2 separate regions of the Macaca mulatta genome follow, and region 2 is linked to region 1. The links are chromatin contacts, called in public Hi-C maps. All regions are on one chromosome and are shown on one strand. The core of a region is the stretch at or near the end of the contact, and the rest is flanking DNA. Distances in the headings are between cores, read along the strand shown. Region 1 overlaps PDE2A (phosphodiesterase 2A). Region 2 overlaps PDE2A (phosphodiesterase 2A).

Region 1 (2,617 bases), core at 85-2,584:
TGCTGAGGTTGTTTTTGTCACTGCCTCAGGACCCGCCTCTATGTTTCTGTGGGTTTTGGGGTCTCTCTGTGTCTCTGTCCTGGCCTCTCTTTGTCTACATCTTTGTGTCCCCGCCCTGGGTCCCGGCTTGGTATCTCTGAGCCTCACCAGCCCTGCAGGAGCACCTCATTGCCCTCTCCCCCTCAGTGCTGGTCATACCGCTAGTGGACAAGGAGGCCGGGGCCGTGGCAGCTGTCATCTTGGTAAGAGCCTGCCTAGGTGGTGGGATGTGGGGAGAGGAGACCACGGGAGGGAGTGGTGGATAGAGCCTGTCTGGGGCGTGTGTGTGTGTGTATGTGTGTGTGTGTATGTGTGTGTGTGAGAGAGAGAGATGGGAGCCATAAGTGAGGATGGAGTGAGGGGAAGTGGGGGTGTGGGGGTGGGAGGAGTTGGGGCATCTCCCACACCCCAGCCTTCTGCCCCACCTCGAATGGGTAGGATGAAGCCATTGGCCCAGTCAGCAGCTTTCTGAGGGATGTGCAAGCCCCTGCTGGACTCTCAGCCCCCATGAGGTTAGAAGGCCCAGCCATTGGCATACACAGCACTAACCTTGGTTTCTCTTTGGGATCCTCCAGATGGGGTGGGGACCGTGTCCAGGAGGGCATGAACCAAGTGAGGTGTGAAGAGAGAGGCTGCAGAGGGACAGATGGACCTAAGGGCCTGACCAACAGAGACAGTGTAGAAAACTAGCCAGAGATTTGGAGTGGCTGGAGCTGGGGGCCTTGAGGACAGAAAGGCCATGGGCAGGCCAGCCAGACCCAGGGCTGAGGCTGGGTAGAAGACAGGTAGCTAGGCGGGCTTCCTGGAGTGGCTGAGGAAGGAGTGTTAGTGGGAAGTGGTGGATGCTCTTCCAGAGCCCCGGAACCCAGGCAAGGCTCCCTCCACAGCCCCTCGCAGAGTTCCCAGGGTTTCTGCTCCACGGAGGGGGTTGTGGAAGTGCAGAGCCTGTGGGGGTGAGATTCTGTGGCTCTTTAAGTTTCTTCTCCTGTATGGAGGTGGGGGTTCAAACTCTTGTTCTATCCTAGTAACCAAAGGATGAGTTTCCCAAATTGCTATTATTGGGGTTCTGCTTTTGTCAAGGGGGCTGCCATTCCGGTAAAGGGCAGGCTTGGGGGCATGGACAGATAAATGAGCAGGTGTTGGTTCCCCGGGGACTCTTCTCCAGCTCATTAAAATGGAATTAAAGGCTTCCCAGGCGCCTGACCTTTCTGAGCTGCTGGCAGGAGAGGGCGGTGGGAGTGGGGGATGGCTGAGAGGGGAGAGGAGAGGAGGGGTACTTGGCTGGATCTCCTCCACACCCATCTGCTTGACTGAGGGAGCCGAGGCCGCTGCTTGGTTTCTCCGCAAGCTGTTTCCCCCTTCTTGGTTTCTCCGCAAGCTGTTTCCAGCTTCTGGAATGGAGCTGCTGTTGCATGGAGTTCTCAGGGGGCCGCCTCCCCCTATTCTTTGCTTTCGGTCTCTCCCAGGGCTGGTCAGCTTTGAGGGGCACCGAGATGAGGGGCTATGTGCAGAGGTGGGGGTTGGGAGGCGGTGGCTGGGTTGAGCACCTCCTTTTCTGCTAAGGGCAAAAGGCCTGGGGTGCCAGGTGCCTGAGAAGGACTTCCTTAGGTTGAGGCTGTGAGGACTGGGTCAGGAGGGAAGCAAGGGGAAAACATTTGGAAGGTTACTCCCCTTGTGGGCAGAATGCTTGCCATGGCCGCTGCTCACCTTGGCTCAGGCTGGGCCAGAGGCCAATGTGTGTGTGTGTGTGTGTGTGTGTGTGTGTGTGTCTCAGGGATGCTGGTGGGATCAGATCACTTACACTTAACTCACCCAGTAGAACTCTGCTGTGATCCTGCGGCAGGCTGGGTGCTGGAGCTGACTCTGCCTTCAGGGAGCTCTCAGTCTTGGGGAAGGTGGGGACACCCTCTCCACCACGGGCCAGATGAAATACTGTTGCCAGCAGGTGCTCTGATGGCAGAGCCTGGAGCAGCAAGTGGTGCCTCACCATGGAGAGAGCATTTGTGTGGGGCCTTGGGGCACGGGTAGGAGGTCCACAGGCAGGGAAGAAGGGAAAGGGGATTCTAGGCAGAGGAGGAATGTGAGCGAGGCAGGAAGGAGGCCGGGGGAAGGGGTGGTGTGCTGAGGGGAGAGTGTGGTCCTGGGGAAGCTGAAATAGGGGTGCATGCTATTGAGTAGTATGCTAGCCAGCTGGGCTCTGGCTGCCAGGAGTTTTCAACAACCATCCCTTCATTTCCTCAAATACCCTGGGCAGGGAAGAGCTCTTGAGAGGTGTTTAGATTATTCACATCTGCCTCTCCTCCAAGCCTGCACCTTCCCACTCCTGTGGAAATGCACTTCCCCAGGATGCCCCTCCCCAAGGCATACACGTCTGGCAGATGCTCCCTGGCCCACAGGATCTCACTGCCTCCCAGAAGCAGCACAGGCAGCCCCAGACTTTCCAGCTGCTGCCAGAATCTGAGGGCAGAGGGTGCAGAAGGTAGATGGAGTGCCACAGGGCTGATCTTTTGGGAAGGTCGAGTCACCAGCTTCTTCCTCGACAAGCCCCATTCCCCTCTCTGAGTCTCTGCTCTTAGTA
Region 2 (2,617 bases), core at 36-2,535, 38 kb before region 1:
ACGTGGGACAATGGGGAGGAGGTGACAGATGAGAGGCTAACTCTTCCCTAAAGCAGACTCTACCCTCCCCTGACCTCCCTGGCTGGTGGCTTGGACACAGCCCTGGCCTGTTGGCCCCTTAGGACTAGGGTCCTGGTCTGACCCCACAGTGCAGAGGTCTGGGCATCAGAAGCCCTGTTTCTCCAGCAGCAGTTCTCTAACTGGCGGCTAGGGAGTCCAGGCCTCCAGGGCACTGGTAGGTTATTGGCGGCTTGGTGCAGATTCCAGTGTCCAGGAGGGGTGAACTTCTCTGGCCTGGGGGGCCTGTGTACAAGAGATAGGAGAGTGGTAAACACAGGCTGGGTGGGATTATGGGGAGCTGGGAATACCTAGCTGAGACTCCCCTTATCCTAACCACTTTCTCCACACTTGAAATTGGCTGGACGGGGAACCAGAAGTTGGGTGGGGTTGGGGAGGGACAGGAGCCAGCAGCCTGCCTCCACCTCGGGGCAGTGCCTCTGCTGGGGGGCAGGAACCTGTCCTGGGAGTGATGGGAGGCCTGATGGGGGAGCTGGATTCTGCCATGAAACTGGCACTCCCTCCTGTCAGGGGAGGGGAGGGGCTGTCCCTGGCTGCTTAGCAGGTGGCCCATCTGGCTGTGGGTGGAAAAGAAGACTCAGGCTTTGTGGATAAAAGGGACGGCCCTGGGGTCAGGCACTTATCTCAACCCTCGTCATTTCCTCTTTTCCTCTGCCGGACACAGCTGGGTGAGTGGGGTCATTGCACAGAGGGAAGGAACAGGCCAGGGCCAATACATACCAGGCCCTACAGGAGAGTCAGGCACATGGGTGACCTCACCACACCCTGGGCTGCAGTCAGCACCTCATAGAGGCCCAGCCACACACCACAGTCACTGCGGGAGATGGCCACACCTAGACCATCACACCACACACAGACCAAGTCTCCCGAGGTGACACTCAGGCCCAGCTGCAGGCGCAGCTAAGAGGGAAGACCCTGCAGGAAAAAGGGACATGTGGGACAACCAGACACCCTGCCTCGGCCACACCACAAGCCTCCGCACACCAGGTGCAGCTCCTGTCACCCCTACGGTCAACCCAAGGAGAGCCAGAGATTCCAGCAGTCGTGGGCAGGTATCCAGTGCCCAGGCGAGAAGAGGGGGACACCAGCAGGGAACCCAGAACCTCCTCCATGCCAGACTGTGCCCTCCCCCCAGCTCACAGAAGGAGCGCCTCAGGCTGTTTATTTCCTAGCAGGGACTAGCAGGGATGGGTGTCTCATCCCCCTCCCCCTCCCAGTCCCCACCACACGATGCTGAAGCTGCCAAATCAAATCAGCCCCTGCACCCGCGCCAGGCTGGCATGGCGGCCAGCAGCTGACGGGAACGAAGCCAGGCTCAGAATATCCCGCCGCCTGTCCGATGCCTGGGTAGGCTTGTTGGGTGGGGGTGGAGAGGGGCAGCAGCCTGGCAGCCAGGCCCTAGGCAGTGCCCCTCAGAGAGGCTGGGGGTTTGGAATGCCGTGGGATGGTGGGCTTCTGGAGAACGAGTGGGCAGGTCCCTGTTGTGTCTCCAGGCTGCTGTGGCAATGTCTCCACCGCCAGCATTCCAGGAGCTGTGGAAGTGGTGCCGGTGGGATACAGGCTGGAGGATCTGATCCCAGTCCAGATGACTGGGTGCCAGGCTGGGGCGGGGGCTCCCACATGCGCTCACATTCATTTGAGACTCACAACACCTGGGCTGGAAGCCCCTTGGTTGTCTGTGAGTAAAGGCCCAACTCACTGTGGAGGCCCAGTGACTATGTGAGGTGGACATTATGGATCCCGTTTTACAGATAGGGAAACTGAGGCTTAGAGAGGGCTAGTGGAGCTCCCTGGAGAGAAGCAGAAGTGGAGGAGGCCTCAGAAAGAGTAAAGAGGTGGTCATTTCCACTCCTTAGAAGCCCTAGGTGGAAAGAAGGACTATGGCTCTGTCCTCAGAGTCAAGGAACAGAGAATATGGCAGAGCCACAGGTGCCTATGGGAAGCAGAGAATAAGGAGGGAGTCTGGGGAGAGAGCAAGGTGCAAGCGGGCAAGGCTTCCTGGAGGAGGGGGCCATCCATGGGCCTGCTGGGGGCTAATGGGAGGGCAGGCTAGGGAGAAGGGGAGAAGGCCTGGCCGGCCTCAGCCCCTGACCTTCTTGTCTCTGCAGCCAGCCTGGACCCCCTTGCAAAGGAGCCAGGACCCCCAGGGAATAGAGACGACCGACTAGAGGTGAGAGCTCAGTGGAGGGAGAAGTGGGTGGGCTTGAGGGGGTGGGGCGCAGACTGAAGATCAGTCTGAGTGGTGCCCTCACCCTTGGGAGGACGGGGAGGCTGGAGTCATATCCCAGCCCCAGCCTTCCAGACTAGGACCACCCCCATATCAAGGCCAACTCCCCTCACCCCATATATCCCCAGCCTGGAAGTCCTCCCATGAGGATTCCTCCTCCCAACTCACCTGGGAGTCACTCCAGACTACTCCCTTGTCCTCCACACCCTCACCCAACAATTCCCTGTTGATTCTCTGCCCTGAGTATTTCCCGAGTTCCTCTCCTCTCCATTCCGCCCCCTGCTTGGGTCCAGGCCCCCTCAACTCTCCCCT

Evidence for each region. A called contact is a pair of places that touch in the nucleus more often than the background predicts.
Region 2: a Hi-C map of fetal cortex germinal zone shows a contact between it and region 1, with 2.3 times the contacts expected there. The contact joins two enhancer-like sites. A contact is called at or near these places in 6 of 14 Hi-C or Micro-C datasets (CD4 T cells, blood, cortical neurons and 3 more).

The regions. Positions count from the first base shown.
Region 1 is chr14:72,932,973-72,935,589 of T2T-MMU8v2.0, reverse strand. It overlaps PDE2A (phosphodiesterase 2A), which reads left to right. Exons shown (of 31, transcript NM_001130826.1): 6 at 187-242. Among named protein-coding and RNA genes, the nearest start is that of MIR139, 21 kb to the left of the region's middle. Within about 2 kb of position 1,334, at least 5 of the 40 cell types and tissues checked have an H3K27ac peak or open chromatin away from gene starts, as enhancers often do. A contact at or near this core is called in fetal cortex germinal zone, where this site is marked.
Region 2 is chr14:72,970,914-72,973,530 of T2T-MMU8v2.0, reverse strand. All of the region lies in intron 2 of PDE2A (phosphodiesterase 2A), which reads left to right. Among named protein-coding and RNA genes, the nearest start is that of MIR139, 17 kb to the right of the region's middle. Within about 2 kb of position 1,285, at least 10 of the 40 cell types and tissues checked have an H3K27ac peak or open chromatin away from gene starts, as enhancers often do. A contact at or near this core is called in fetal cortex germinal zone, where this site is marked.